5 separate regions of the Mus musculus genome follow, and all the other regions are linked to region 1. Evidence: chromatin contacts called from public HiCAR-type and HiChIP or PLAC-seq data. All regions are on one chromosome and are shown on one strand. Each heading gives the region's core, a stretch centred on a gene start, on an enhancer-like site or on the middle of the called end of the contact. The rest is flanking DNA. Distances are from core to core; before and after follow the strand shown. Region 1 holds the start of Col12a1 (collagen, type XII, alpha 1). Region 2 has its middle 95 kb from the start of Gm39376. Region 3 has its middle 60 kb from the start of Gm39376. Region 4 has its middle 53 kb from the start of Gm39376. Region 5 has its middle 130 kb from the start of Gm35024.

What was found. HiCAR-type assays count read pairs that join an accessible place to other places. HiChIP or PLAC-seq counts read pairs in DNA pulled down with a chosen protein or histone mark.
Region 2: an H3K4me3 HiChIP or PLAC-seq map of embryonic forebrain shows a contact between it and region 1, with 12 times the contacts expected there. The contact joins the enhancer-like site here to the promoter of Col12a1 in region 1. A contact is called at or near these places in 5 of 39 promoter capture datasets (the 3T3-L1 cell line, the HPC-7 cell line, hippocampal neurons and 2 more), 4 of 115 datasets of contacts at active chromatin or transcription factors (embryonic basal ganglia, embryonic forebrain, embryonic limb bud and 1 more) and 1 of 9 other capture datasets (embryonic stem cells).
Region 3: an H3K4me3 HiChIP or PLAC-seq map of embryonic limb bud shows a contact between it and region 1, with 6 times the contacts expected there. The contact joins the enhancer-like site here to the promoter of Col12a1 in region 1. A contact is called at or near these places in 8 of 39 promoter capture datasets (cranial neural crest, embryonic stem cells, frontonasal cranial neural crest and 3 more), 4 of 484 Hi-C or Micro-C datasets (cortical neurons, embryonic stem cells and uterus), 11 of 115 datasets of contacts at active chromatin or transcription factors (astrocytes, craniofacial prominence, embryonic basal ganglia and 8 more) and 2 of 9 other capture datasets (adipose tissue and embryonic stem cells).
Region 4: a HiCAR-type map of embryonic stem cells shows a contact between it and region 1, with 20 times the contacts expected there. The contact joins the enhancer-like site here to the promoter of Col12a1 in region 1. A contact is called at or near these places in 6 of 39 promoter capture datasets (the 3T3-L1 cell line, HPC-7-derived erythroid cells, embryonic stem cells and 1 more), 3 of 484 Hi-C or Micro-C datasets (the G1E-ER4 cell line, embryonic stem cells and hematopoietic stem and progenitor cells) and 13 of 115 datasets of contacts at active chromatin or transcription factors (craniofacial prominence, embryonic basal ganglia, embryonic forebrain and 8 more).
Region 5: an H3K4me3 HiChIP or PLAC-seq map of stem cell-derived neural progenitor cells shows a contact between it and region 1, with 22 read pairs. The contact joins the enhancer-like site here to the promoter of Col12a1 in region 1. A contact is called at or near these places in 1 of 39 promoter capture datasets (frontonasal cranial neural crest), 3 of 484 Hi-C or Micro-C datasets (adipose-derived mesenchymal stem cells, cortical neurons and nephron progenitors), 11 of 115 datasets of contacts at active chromatin or transcription factors (craniofacial prominence, embryonic fibroblasts, embryonic forebrain and 7 more) and 2 of 9 other capture datasets (adipose tissue and embryonic stem cells).

What each region holds. Positions count from the first base shown.
Region 1 is chr9:79,717,435-79,720,134 of GRCm38.p6, forward strand. Col12a1 (collagen, type XII, alpha 1) reads right to left here and starts at 1,288. Exons shown (of 66, transcript NM_001290308.1): 1 at 985-1,288.
Region 2 is chr9:78,879,246-78,881,987 of GRCm38.p6, forward strand. No RefSeq gene overlaps it. Among named protein-coding and RNA genes, the nearest start is that of Gm39376, 95 kb to the left of the region's middle. Within about 2 kb of position 1,311, at least 74 of the 459 cell types and tissues checked have an H3K27ac peak or open chromatin away from gene starts, as enhancers often do. A contact at or near this core is called in embryonic basal ganglia, embryonic forebrain and embryonic limb bud, where this site is marked.
Region 3 is chr9:78,844,197-78,846,896 of GRCm38.p6, forward strand. No RefSeq gene overlaps it. Among named protein-coding and RNA genes, the nearest start is that of Gm39376, 60 kb to the left of the region's middle. Within about 2 kb of position 1,400, at least 31 of the 459 cell types and tissues checked have an H3K27ac peak or open chromatin away from gene starts, as enhancers often do. A contact at or near this core is called in embryonic limb bud, neural tube and uterus, where this site is marked.
Region 4 is chr9:78,731,092-78,733,791 of GRCm38.p6, forward strand. No RefSeq gene overlaps it. Among named protein-coding and RNA genes, the nearest start is that of Gm39376, 53 kb to the right of the region's middle. Within about 2 kb of position 1,375, at least 5 of the 459 cell types and tissues checked have an H3K27ac peak or open chromatin away from gene starts, as enhancers often do. A contact at or near this core is called in embryonic stem cells, where this site is marked.
Region 5 is chr9:79,153,581-79,156,280 of GRCm38.p6, forward strand. No RefSeq gene overlaps it. Among named protein-coding and RNA genes, the nearest start is that of Gm35024, 130 kb to the left of the region's middle. Within about 2 kb of position 1,366, at least 10 of the 459 cell types and tissues checked have an H3K27ac peak or open chromatin away from gene starts, as enhancers often do. A contact at or near this core is called in stem cell-derived neural progenitor cells, where this site is marked.

The DNA of each region.
Region 1 (2,700 bases), core at 38-2,537:
TTAACTCTCTCAATTTAACTTTTTTTTTCAAACGCACACACAGGCACACAAATGTTTCGTGGGCCCATCTAGAGTCCAGGCGTCACCTACGTCTTCTATAAAGGCTACCTAGCCAAGGACGAGCTTAGACTTGTTTCTTCGCCCCCCTCCCCCAATCCTACCCCAGTATTCTTTAGAAGACCCTAACCTTGGAGCTGAGAGGAGGTGTATGCCAAAGATCTGAATTGGTCAGGGGATGGTGGCTGAGGAAGCCAGATGCAGGTCCCATTTGTCAACTGCTCTCAAATGCACTGACTCCACGCACTCTGATCTGTGCACTCAAAGACTGGAGGAGAACCCTCCTCAAAGGTCCCATTGACTGACCCTGGGTAAAACTTAATCCCAGTGCATTCAGGAGGAACCCAAAAAGGAAGTCTCAGAAGCTGCGAGAGCTGGCCTAACCCAGCAGCACTTTGAAAGCAGTGGAGGATGGAGCCAGGGCAGCTCCCCCGAGCATCTGGAGATGCCACTAGCGCCTAGTCTCCCCAAGCTGGAGCGCTTTCCACTGGCCCTCCATGGAATTCTTCGCGGAGCGTACAGTACTTCACTTCGTTTTCTGGCAATGCCTTGAGTCCCTGCTGCAAGCCTGGAGTCCCTGGCAAAGCCACCAGATTATAAAGAGCGACCTATGCAGCCCGTGCACTTCACTGAAAGCGACAGAGACTATAGAGGACATTGCCCTACAGATGGATACACTGAGTCCCACTTGGCACACAAGCAAGCCACCTTTCCTTCTCCCTCCAAAACTCCAAAGAAACCGCCAAACTCCTGTGCCACAGATCTATCTCGGGCACACTAATCAATCGCTTCCAAAGCCAAGCAGCCCCTGCTGGGCATTCTGCCAGCCCCGGGTTAAGGTGCAAGCAAGAAGCCACTTTCCCCAGTTATCTTTGGGAAAGGGCGCGAGGGGTGGGGGTTGGGGTGGGGAACAGAAGCCAGACTGACCTGAGCCGGAGGTGACAGAGGGAGCGGGCGTCCAGCAGCCTGCGCGTGGGACCCCCCGGGCCTGGGAGGGCGCTGCGCTCCGGGAGCACCTGGCGGCCGCCGGTGTGGAAAAGGCGATGGGAGCACCCAGCAGCAGCGCCTAGTGCGCAGAGTGAGCGGAGGCAGGGGGACTGAATGCAGCTGCGGGCGGACGCGTCTGCAGCGGCCGCCTTTGCCGACTGGGAAGAGACTCCGCGCCGCGGGCTACTTAATAGAGGGCTGTTCCCGGCTCTCAGTTTACTCGGTTACGAAACGCCTGAGAAGGTGGAAGGCTGCCACGGGTGATGTATGCTCCTCGGCGGTGAAGGAGGTCTACTTTTGGGAACGTGTGCATACTTCGAGCATTCCTTCGGCGTGAGGTGGCGATCGCCGTAGTAGCAATGCCCCTCCGGGGGCGGGGAGGAGGGAGGGAGAGAGGGGGACAGCCGCAGCCGGGTTCCCTGCCAAGGGAGGCCGCGGACTCCTCCGCTTGGGGCGGGCTAGGGGGCTCGGGTTTCCCTAACCCAACGAGTTTCTTTAATACGTTTATTTTTCTAAAATAAGAACAATGGAGAAGTGGGGAACGGATCTTCGTTTCAGAGCAGCGGGATGGGCATCCCCTTTGTCCCTCACCATTGCATCTCCGGCCGCCACCGTCCCCACGTCCACCTTCCTCCCCCTCTGTCCTGGGTGCACTTAAAACCGATTTACAGGCTTTCCATTAACTAACTGTCTGTGCACGCGGCGGGCCTCTGTCTTTCCCAGTCTCCAAGGCGCGACTTTGAAAACTCCGACAGCCGCCTGCCTGCTCCCGGCTCAGGGCTAGGATGGCTTTCCCAGGCCTGTCTGTCTAACCTAGTTTTTCAGGATAGAGATGGGAGGCTTCGATTCAGTCTGGAGGGAGGGAGAGGAAAGTTATTGGTACCTGGGGGCGGGGGCGGCGGGGGCATCCCAACGGGACACTTAAGAACAAGTTTTATTCTCCTTAGAAATTTCTTGTCAGTTTAAGAGTAAAATCTGGCCCACGTTGGGGCTTCAGGCAGCTCTTCCCTAAAAAATTCCTAGAGGTGAAAAGGACGGAGAGGAGCTCGCTCGGGGACGCTCGCACGCAGGCGCGAGCTACTGAGAAGGCCAACTAGGAGCCGGATACTCCGCCAGCACACGGGCTCTTTTCTGCAGCTCCCCGGTTCCCGGCACTCCACCCCTTGGACGCAGTGGGAGTCTGGCACTTGAAGTTGCCAAATTGTACAAGACGCATGGGATGAAGTGTCCAGTAGTCACACGTTGTTATCCGGAAAGGGCTCGAAGACGGATTCCTACACGCGTTTGTGAGCTCAGAACTCGCTCCGCGAATTTCCCGCCCCTTGAAGCCCAGAGACGTCGCCTCAGCAGGGTTGGGCTAGTGGGTACTGGAAACAGGACAGGGCTCTAGACCCTGGAGTAGACCGCCCCTTGGTAGCAGAAGTTGCGAGCACACCTGACTTAAGCCTTTCTTCCATGCTTGATCTTACCTCTGCAGATTTGACTTCCCTGCTCTAGGCACATTAGTGTTGGAATTGACCAAAACTCTGCACGCTTTTTCCCAGTTCCCTTGCGCCTTGCCCCACGCACGGGCGGCCTCTGGCCAGAGCTAACCAGAGCAAGAGAGGAGCCTGGAAGAAAAGAAACGAGAAAAATGAGAATGGCCACCACCTCTGC
Region 2 (2,742 bases), core at 61-2,560, 840 kb before region 1:
TTATCTGCCAAGGGTGAGAAAGGGTTGGAGCGGGAGGGGTTGTCATAGAAACCTTCCATAACTCTCCCTTTCAACTGAGTATCTGTAGTCACAGTAAAAGTAGCCTCCTCCCTGTTCTTCACTGTCAACAGGAGCATGGGTCTTAGGCCTCTACACACAAATCTCTCTCTCTCTCTCTCTCTCTCTCTCTCTCTCTCTCTCTCTCTCTCTCTCCTTTACATCATGCTCATCCCTCTGGTCACCCCCATCCTTCCTTCCAGCCCCCTCCCCTTCTCTTCTGAAAAGGTGGGGACTCTCTGGGTATACCCCAACTCTGCAGGGCTAGGTACATCCTCTCTCACTGAGGTCAGTCAAGGCAGTCCAGTTAGAAGAACATATTCCATGGACAATAAATCGTTTTCTTAAATGGTCAGATAGTAAAAATTCTAGTCTTTTCAGACCTGGAGGAAAATTGAGTATATCAAGGGTGTATATTATATTATGGTTGGCCAATAAAGCATTGTTTGATACACACACACACACACACACACACACACACAAAGACTTCCCATATACTATTTGGAACATAGTCTTAATTAGGAATAAATTATTTGTTGCTGATCTGAAAATTACCTTTAACTAAGCATTGTATATTTTGTAGAATAATGTAGTCACCCTAACTGATAGAATCATTTAAAATGTAACTACTTGAAAAGCTGTTCTTAGCTCCCATGCCACAAAATCACTTGGCTGTCATTTTGGTTGTGTAGTTTGTTGACCTCTTGTAATACTCAGGGTTTGGTTTCAGTAGCTGGAAGCTGCTTTCAGATGGGGATAGAATATAGGGATTTTAGGGCTTGTTAAATCCCCAGAGCAGCCAGAGGAGGAGACTTTACACTGTGTCTGCCGGAACGAGCCCCAAACCACATGCCAGAATTGTCCTGCCAAGGACACAGCTATCTCAGCATCAGCATCAAGTGTTCTGTTGTTCAGTCCCAGGGAAATCTATTGGCTCCAAAAACATGCTTCATCATCTTCCCTGTGTTGGGAGAGCCACACAGTGTCTTATCTCGGGTACCAGCTAATTATTTCTCAGATGCTCCCCTCTCTCCATTTAATCCCATTCCGTACTGAAGTTCCATGCATGAGTATCTGAATGGCAGACACAGCTGAAGCATTGGCTGCGTGGGGTCTGTGAAACAGCTTTAGCTTTCTAGTTTTGAGCACATGGAAAGGAAATCTGGCCCAGAGCAGAACAGGCCTGGTGTTGAACAAGCCTGCTCATTGTGTCTGCCTCCCTTTTCAGCAGACTCCTTCAGTTTCCTCATTGTCTGTGCCAGCCAGCACCATCTGGGAGATTTTTGCCTTGCCTTTCCAAAAACATAGGTCAGCTCTGTAGTGCGGAGACCATGAGCATGAATTTCCCCTCCATTCTGGATTGTTTATTTTGGTCAAAACAAGACCTTTGCTCCCAGGAATTTGCGAACTGCCCTTGGTAACCCCCCTCCCTCCTGCAATTTTGTCCCTTCATCATTGTGACTCCAGTCTTTCAGTTTAATGTTTAAGTATATTGTATTTCACAGTCCAAGACAAATCCACAAAACACCAGACACAAAGCTGAACTCAAGCAAAACCAACAAAATGAAGAATTCAAGTGAAGCATAAGATTGCTGTGCATAATTTATTCTTGACATAGTTGATTCACCAAAAATGCCATTCATACAGACGCTGGGGTAACTTGGTCTAAGTGTGAAGTTACCTCCTTTTCTACAATATCTCAGGATATCTTTTCAATGAATCTTTTGATGTTCTTTGTCAGAAGAGCTGGTCCTCTCCACTGCAGGACTAATCCTATGCCTGCAGTAGAGCTCTTTATAATCTCCGTATGCCTCATTATTTCAGCAAGCATTCCATCCCTTTTCAGTGCTGTTCTTACCCCCACCCCCACCCCCCGCCCTTTTTCTTGGTAGCTTTTTTCACCCTTCCAAACACCTGCATTTTTCCCAAGGGTTTATGCCAGTCTTTCAGCTTTGCATTCATTGAATTATCAATTTATTCACCAATTTATTCACCAAAGTTCTCAAATGAATGACTTTTTTTTTTTAACTTTTCCCCCTTTGTTTTCTAAAACCAGTTAGAAATGCTTTCTTCAAGGGTACATTTTGATCTCCTAATGAGTAAACAGTGTCCCTTTCTCAAGTGTGTTTTCATTTTTTTTGTTTTGAAGCAGCTGATGTGCTAGCATTACTGTGCTGACTTCACTTTGTCCATGCTGCTGCTGCTGCTGCTGCTGCAGTGCCCTGCTTCCTACTGGCAGGTATCACTGTTATATTTTCCCCAGTCTCTCCGTGTGTTACACTTGCACACTCTTTTCATTCCCTTTTCTCTCCTTTCATATTCTCATTTTCACTTCTAACGACCATTTGCCTGCACACATCTGTTGGATACTACATTAGGAGAGAGAGAGGAAAAAAATCCTCCCGAATTTGGTTCCCAGAAGTGTCTGTCTGCGTCTCTCATTGCTTAAATGGCAGACATCTAGGTCAGTTCTAAAACTCCCCGATCACATATCTTTCTGCTGTAGTTTTTCTCACAGACTAGACCCTAGCAACTGATATTCTCCAGCCACCCTACACCCTGTCAAGAATATAGTCATTTTATTATTAACATCCTCTATTCATCCTTATTCAAGTCTCATAATTATTCAGCCAACAGATCCTACTTATTCTTCACAATAGTTCCTGGTATGTTTCTGTATTTCTA
Region 3 (2,700 bases), core at 150-2,649, 870 kb before region 1:
CCTGTGGGGGAAACATTTGAATGGCTCTGTGGAAAATTTATTGTCTTTGTCTTTGTCTTTGTCTTTGTCTGTCTTTGTCTTTGTCTTTGTCTTTGTCTTTGTCTTTGTCTTTGTCTGTCTTTGTCTTTGTCTTTTTCTTTTCCTCCCCTCCCCTTTCCTTCCCCTTCTGTTCCTTCCTTTGATCCTTCCATCCTTTCTTCCCTCCTTTTTAAGTTTTAGAATTAGTTTTTATCACTGTTAGCTATTAACCTGTTATGGTGGTAACAAGGGGACATTAGGAACACCAGGAAAAGAACATTTTAAATTTAGGAGTAGGCAGTTTCGTAATAATCAGGGTTTGTAGACTTAGAGTGCTCCTGTTTTTTATGTCTGTCGTTTTGATTGACCTAGGTAGGCATAGCATCCCTCTGTCTACTGTCCTTCTCATGGGCTAAGCACTTTTTCCTGCTGAGAGAGGGATAACTCTAGAGTAGTGGAACACCCCGAGCTTGTTGTGTTACCTCTCAGTGAGTTGATTAAATATTTTCTTATATTTCAGAATAAGAGAAGGTGGAACAAAAACCTATTGTGAGTATAAAAGCTATTGTGAGCATAGAGGAGGAGGTGTAACCCAGGAAAATGGGATAGAGAGGCACTCATTAGCACATTGCTGATTTCCTGAGCGCGTTGAAAAGTCATCTTATGTGTTCATAAGCAGCTTTGCAGAAGTAGTGAAAGGACCACCACGCCTTACTGTCACTGTTTTCTGTATATTGAAACCGGTAGGTCAGTGTTGACTAACTTCTTTCCAAATCAGTAAAATGTGTTTTTCAAATACTGTGGTGTCTTAAATTTGTTCCTCTTCATCTATGTAGTGAACAGATCACCCTGAGTCAATGGGTTGTGTGTTTTCAGGGAAATGGGTCTTTCCAGCAGTCTCTGGAAAGACTGTAAGAGACTGGCTTAGAGCCACACGTCTCTGAGCACCTGGGTGCAGCCGGGATATGATTTCACAGCATGTTTATAACTCAACTGATTTCCAAACACTTGCTGGTTTCTTAAAGGACGCGTTTGACTAGGTGACTTCTTGAACTGGGGTCAGGCATTATTATGATTTTTTAAGCTGTTTAAAGGTGTGTGGGTGGTTATCAGCGTCACTCCTCATCACCTGCCCCTTCCATCCCAAAGCTAACATTTCCTGTCACACCCTCAGAACAGGTGAAGCACAGGATGTGGGGTGGGGGAGGGGCACCCCGGTGTTTACTTGTTTCGATCATTAGCTGGCTAGGAAGTGTACAGGACCCTGGGAGGTGACTGAGACATTTGCCAGACTCTCCAGATGTGCGAGAGTCCTCTCACCCCTGCCTTAGAAGGAAAAGGCCCCTCTGGAACTGGGCCATGTTCACAGCTTCTGCAGCTGCTGAGCCCTAGGGGCTGGAGAGAGCTCGGGACCCTGCTTTCTCCTCTCAGCAGCTGTGAGAGGAGTGTGGCTTTTTTCCCTCTCCCTCCTTTTGGGATTTCAAGTAATTAGAGGGAAAAAGTCACAGTTTTATTATTTGAAAAATTGTAAGACTCATTAAACTAGAAGATTTTTTTCTTAGATATCCAAGTTTCTGCTTTTGTAAGCAAGAGAATTAAAACTCAATAGAATAAGGAAGTGCCCGCAGTTACGAAGGAAATTTTGCATAGCGGCTGATGACTTTGTGTTGACTTCTCAATAAAAGTCTTAATTTAGCTGACACAGGAAATCTGATGTTTTATCATGTTACCTTTGTTATAATGTTACCGTGTATGCTATGCAAATGTTCTGCTTGTCAAATACAAATCGAATATTATTCCTGGAGCATTTTTAAGAGGAGTCCAGCTGCCATTTGCTCAGTGCGCCCATTTCTAACGACAGAGTTACTTTCTTTTATCCCTCTTCTGTATAAAATTCTCCTGCCTGCAGATCCCAAGTAGGGCTTGAATGGGAAGCACAGCGTGTCCTGGAGTTCCTAGAATGTGTTTCTCTCATTTTCTTTTTTTTTCCCCCAGTCCGGCTCCCGAGTGACCACACAGGGCCTCCGGAGGCAGTCCAGCATGCAGATGGCAGGCTAAGCTGTGGTGTGACTCTGTTCCACAGAAGTAGCCCTTCAGTTTTCTCTCAGACCTCAAGGGATGACCTCATGCCGTGTGGGCTGCAGTGCTGGGCGCTTGGCTCTGCCTTCTTTTCCTGCTGTGTCTGAGGCTCTGCCTACTTTTCCTGCTGTGTCTGCTTCCTCTGCGTGCTCCTTCCTATTTTGGTGTGAAGGGAGAAGGAAGGCATTCTTGCCTTGTTGTGATTTTTATGCAAGTCTCATTCACTAAGATGTTTTACCGTGATAGAGTCTTATGTCTTTACAGAGATATAATTGGACACCGGAATGAACATTACCTTGTTAATGTTATTAAAATTTCATTAACGACAGTTGTTAAAATAATCTTATTTGCTTAGTCCATGAATCTATATGGTTTCTGCTGTTTCACATTCATAACCTAATCAATTTATTTACTGATTAAATTCTTGTTTATCTTTTATTTAAATATGTCCAACTCTCTCTATATTTTGCAAGCATGTATACATATAATACATAAACATATACTTGTGTGTGTTTGTGATGTGTAATGTATCTGCTAATATGGGTGGGTGTATTTTGTGTGCAGTCTCATATGCATGTCAGCTTGTTCATGTGGAGGACAGAG
Region 4 (2,700 bases), core at 125-2,624, 990 kb before region 1:
TGTATCTAGTTGATATATAAAGGGGGAGGGTGGGTATTACAAGGAGTCCTTTGCACCCCTCCCCTGGCTATCAGAATATTGAAACAGTGGACACTAAAGAATTAAAATTTCCCTAGTGGTGTAGTGCTGGAGGGGGGAGGGAGATAAAGGCTGAAGGCCTGGTATAAAGCCAGAGGAAAGAGGTGCCTCCCAGGAAGGAGTTTTTCCTGGCTCCAGCATACAATTAGGACCATGTAGGACAAATGAAAGTTGAGAGAATGACCAGAGCTTGTGCAGGACTATTCCCGTGCATACTCCTGACCCTCTATTTAAATCTAAATGTCATGTCAGTTTATTAACTATAGACTTGTGGGGAGGGGCAGAATACCGGGCCCCTTTATTCCTCCTCTTCCCAGCGTGGCCACACTGAGTCAAGCTCTTTTCTCTGCTAGCCATGATGACTTGTCTCTTCAATAGACATATTGGAGTAGGTAGTTGAGTCTAGTTTTGAGAGGTTGCTAGAGTCCCAGCTTTTGACCTCAGACTTCCAGTAACACTGGCACCATGGTGACAGGATGTGGCTGGCATACCTACCCCAAGCTTCTCCAGCTCAACCCTGTAACCTTAGTGCCAGTGTTACTAGAAGTTTTAGGGCAAAAGCTGGGACTCTAGCAACCTCTCCAGCAATATGACTGAGAGTTCTCAGTCATATTGGAGGAACCTCTTTGTTTTGCATCCCTGGATGAGGAAACAGGGTAGCTTAAAAAAAAAAACCCTGACATCTATTCTGCTGATAATTGAATCCTTTCCCTAGCTTGCCTTTCCCACCATAGGTTCTGTCAGGATGCCTTAGGTCCAACACTGCTCCCACAGAAAGTTCCCTGAGATAGGGGAGTTCTGCATTAATTAAGCCTCTTGTCTGTTTTGTGAGAATGCCTGTGCCAGGGGCGGTGATATGGGAGGAGGGGCTCCCCTAATCATTTGGCTCAGTCCATTCCCCTGTATCTCAAGCACAAATGCGAGACTCAAGTCTGAAGTGCATATCTTGACTGGCTTCACCGTACTGCTCCTCCTATTTTTGCCTAAGGTCACCTTTGGTGAGCCTCTCACAGCCCATGTGAATCCAGTTCCATTTTAGGCTGTCGTCAGTTGCATTGAGGTGAGCTCTATTTAATGGTGCGACATAATATCTCTTGGGCAATCGTTTAAAATAGGAAGAGTTAGGGCTAGACTTCATGTTATGGTCAGAGATTTGAGCCATATAGCCATATAGAAAACCTTTCTATTGCTGTCTTTCATTTATTCATGGGGGAGTGCAGCAGTGAGTTTAGCTACACTGCTTTGTGCTCCCAGTGGGTTGCTTGCTTCCTGCCACCTGCCCAGGAACTCTTTAGATCTGCAAATGAAAGACACCCACACATTAGCTTAGTTTTCGAAATGCCTTAGCTAGCTCAAAGGCTGGGCAGTTCTAACCCTCTGCCTGTCTATCATAGATTTCCATCTGGTACTCCTGACTCAATACCCTCTAAATCTATGATCTATCTTTGCTGCCCCTTCTTTTGAGCGGCCCCCTAGTCTCTGCTGCCTAAGACGCTTCTGGGCAGTCCTTGCAGGGGCCACATTCCTTCTCACCTACATTTCAGATGATTTTTCTTTTGCAGCTCTAAATCTCACCTGTCTCCCTCTGAAACCTGGTGATTCTTCCCCCCCCCCCCCCTCCTCTCTCCTGCATCCTAGCCCATACAAATCTAAGAGTCCCGCCCCATCTCACTTTGCCCAACCATTGGCTGTTGTCATCTTTATTGATCGATGAAAAACCAAATGGGGACAAGGACCTTCAGCATGTGGACACGCAGAGTCCCGATTAAATCAAAGCATTAGAACCAATCCCCAACATTTGGGAGTGCCAAATGAATGGAATAAACTCCCCCCAGAAAGGAATATGTAGCATATACATTGATTATGGATAGAGAGAGTGTTGGTTTTGGAGTGTATATAAGGGTTTGGGAAGCTAATTCAGCCATCAGGTTACGATTAGTCGCCTGAAGGTAAACTTCAGGCTGGGATGAGGGTGGCAGTGGGGGTGGGGGGTGTCACTGGATCCCTTTATTTGTTCCTCTTCCCAGTCTTCCCACTATCAGCAGTTAGCTTTTGGGGGCTGGCCAGAGTCCAAATGGTGCAAATTCCCAGTGATCTCCTAATGAGCCACAGCTTACATTTCCCAAGTGAAGTAAGGGGTTCTGGCTGAAACCCTGCCCCTCATAATTCACCCCAGAGGAAATAGGGATGGGATAGGTTTTGTCTCAGCAAGTTTTCTTGCTTCAGTCTCTTCAACCATTTATAAATCATCACTGAAAGATTTTATTTAACTCATTTCCTTTTCTTTCTCTTCCTTCCTTCCTTCCTTCCTTCCTTCCTTCATTCTTTTTCCTGAACTAATTAGAAGGGAAACATCTGAAGAAATGAATTCTGTTTTGCTATTGTTTGTTTGGAAAGGAAAAAAAAATCCACTTGCTAGTTACCAACAAAATAGATCCAATGAAAATGTGAGCATTGCTTATGACTAAGGTGTCAGGCCTAATGCTAAAAAAGATTCAGAATTAGAGAACCCATATCAGACAACAGGGAGTTTGTAAAGATGGCCCTCCTTACCCAGAGACAGAGGCTGGACCATTAGGACAGGCTCCTCCTGAGTGCCCCCATCTCACAGCGTAGGCCTTA
Region 5 (2,700 bases), core at 116-2,615, 560 kb before region 1:
TCCAGAATAGGGCGCCAGATCTTGTTCCGGATGGTTGTGAGACTCCATGTGGTTGCTGGGATTTGAACTTAGGACCTCTGGAAGAGTAGTCAGTGCTCTTAACTGCTGAGCCATCTCTCCAGCCCCCTAATTAAAATATTTTTACCTGTATGGATTATTTTTAAAGAATTAAGAGGCAACAACAAAGCACACACAGCTGATTCTCATTGTTCATGGCCATCCATGAGTTTGTTGAAAATTGAATTATTGAAAATGTGTTTATTTTTGTATGCACATGTGCATGGATGTATGTATTATGTACATGCAAGTAGCTGTGGAGGTTAGAAGAGGGAATCAGATTCCTTGGAGCTGAAGTGACAGGCAGTTATGTGTATTTTAGAATAGAACTCTGGTCTTCTTCAAGAGCAACAGGTACTCTTAACTATTAAGCTAACTCTCTAACTGTAAGTGTGTTTTTCCTTAAAGACATAGTTGATATGAATTATTGTCTCTGTAAAACTAAATACACGGACACCTAGCTCACGTGTGCATTTCCATAGTCACGGCATAGTCATTATTTTTGCACAACACTAGATAGGATTTTAGCACTGTGTTAAGGCCCATGTTAAACAGAAAAATAGACAAGAAGAGCACACAGTGGGGACAATGTGAAACACAGTGGGGACAATGTGGCACTAGTAGAGTGGAACTGAGATCTATCTTTTTATGGAAGAGAAGTACAATCAGAAAATGAAAGCGTATTCTTCAGAAGCCTCAGCTGTAGTGTATGGAAGATGGCTTCAAATTCTCTGCACAGCGCTGTACACACTGTCGACAAACAAGCACATGGATTCTGGGATATCATTTTGGAGTTAAATACAGGTTTTAAGTAGGTGAGTTGTCAGGGGTAATTTTCACAATGAAGACTCTATTTGAGTTAAATGTATGCTCCTGAATACCATTGGTAACTGAAGGAAAGTGCCATCAAGACACTTAACAAATGCACATAAATAGTCATGGGAGACTCACATAACTGTAATTAGTAAATACACAGAAACAATAAATTTAACGATTAAGAATCTGGAGTTTTCCTGTAATGTCTCCATTTAGTTCAGTTGTTTTACAAAGAAATCATGTGAGGAAAATGTTTCTGAGAGTGTAATGTCAGGGTTGAGAGTTTTGAGCTATTTTACATTTCTGCTAGATAGTTACTACAAATGTGAACAAAGATGAGGGGCAATATAGGTTATCTTATCTTGATAAGAATCAAGTGTCTTTTAAGTGAAAAATAAATTAAAAATAAGGAGGATGAATGTTCGGGAAGGAACCACACAAACAATGTAAGCCCAAAGCCACCAGTGAGTAATGGACAAAGGTCACAATTTTTGGATACAGAAGTTAACAAAAAGAGCCTCTGTTTACTAATGACAAGCAAGCCTGGCACTCAGGGCTAAATGTCAGAGCCTTTGTTTCCTTTTCCGTTTTGTGCTGGTTTCAATTGGTACAGAATCCCATTTGTAGGAAATACCAACGCAGTTGACTAAAAATAGGATTCTGAAAATGTTTAATCATGAATATAAATCTAAAAACATTCGGGAGTATAGTGAACTGAAGTCAGAGTCTTGGAAGGACTTAGCTCCCTTAGAATTTCCTAACAATATAGTAATGAAACGGAATGCTAATTTTTAACTTATTTCTCATAATAGCAAAACTGGTCAGCTTGCTTTGTAAAAGAGGAACCAGAAAATGACTTGTGAGGAAATCAAAGCACTAAAGGATCTGGGCCAAACTGCTTAGTTTCATCTAGAAAGTATTTACCAAGTCATTACAAAGATGCCATTGTTATTTCAAAATAATAATATGCAGAGGTTAAATAATACATCATCATCATGTCTATTTCTGTGATGAGGTAGAAGCTGAACAGCATGCCAAGAAGCACAGTTCCAGAGCCCTTTCCCTGCACCTTAGGTGGAGCATGAAGTTCTTTTACCCTAATGGAAGCAAAGAAAGAAGAAAAACAATTCTGTATTAGTGAATCTTTACTTACAGTTTAAGGAGCACCATGGAAGTTGTAGAAGCTATTGAATTTGAGTTGACTATAGAGACGCTCAGAGCCCTACAAATAATCTAGGGGACCTAGTAGAGTCTGGATTGCTAGTCAAAATGAGACCTGAAAGATAAATATTGATTGAACAGGTGAAAACTCTGTCTGTCTGTCTGTCGCTCTATCTCTCTCCCTCTCTTTGTGTGTTCTCTCTCTTTGTGTTCTCTCTCTTTGTGTTCTCTCTCTTTGTGTTCTCTCTCTCTCTCTCTCTTTCACTGTGTGTGTGTGTGTGTGTGTGTGTGTGTGTGTGTGTGTGTATGTGTGTGTAGGGGCTTGAGTTGTCAGGGAAATCTCTATACCTTCATACCTTCTTCTTACTTTTACTGTGAACCTAAAATTGCTCTAAAATAGTAAATATTTTTAAAAAGTGTTTGATGGCAAAGAGAAACACATATTCTATGTATTGTGTTATCCTGGGTCAAACAACATCATGGATGAGTACATAAATGTATTTCTAGTACAGATATACTTTACATATTTGAATCTACTGTTGCCTAATTCCAATGACACACTAGAATCAAACACACATACACATACACACTCAGACTTACAGTGCTCTCATGTTATCAATATTCCCCATCAGAATTTCCTCCCGCTAATGAGTATACCTGGACATA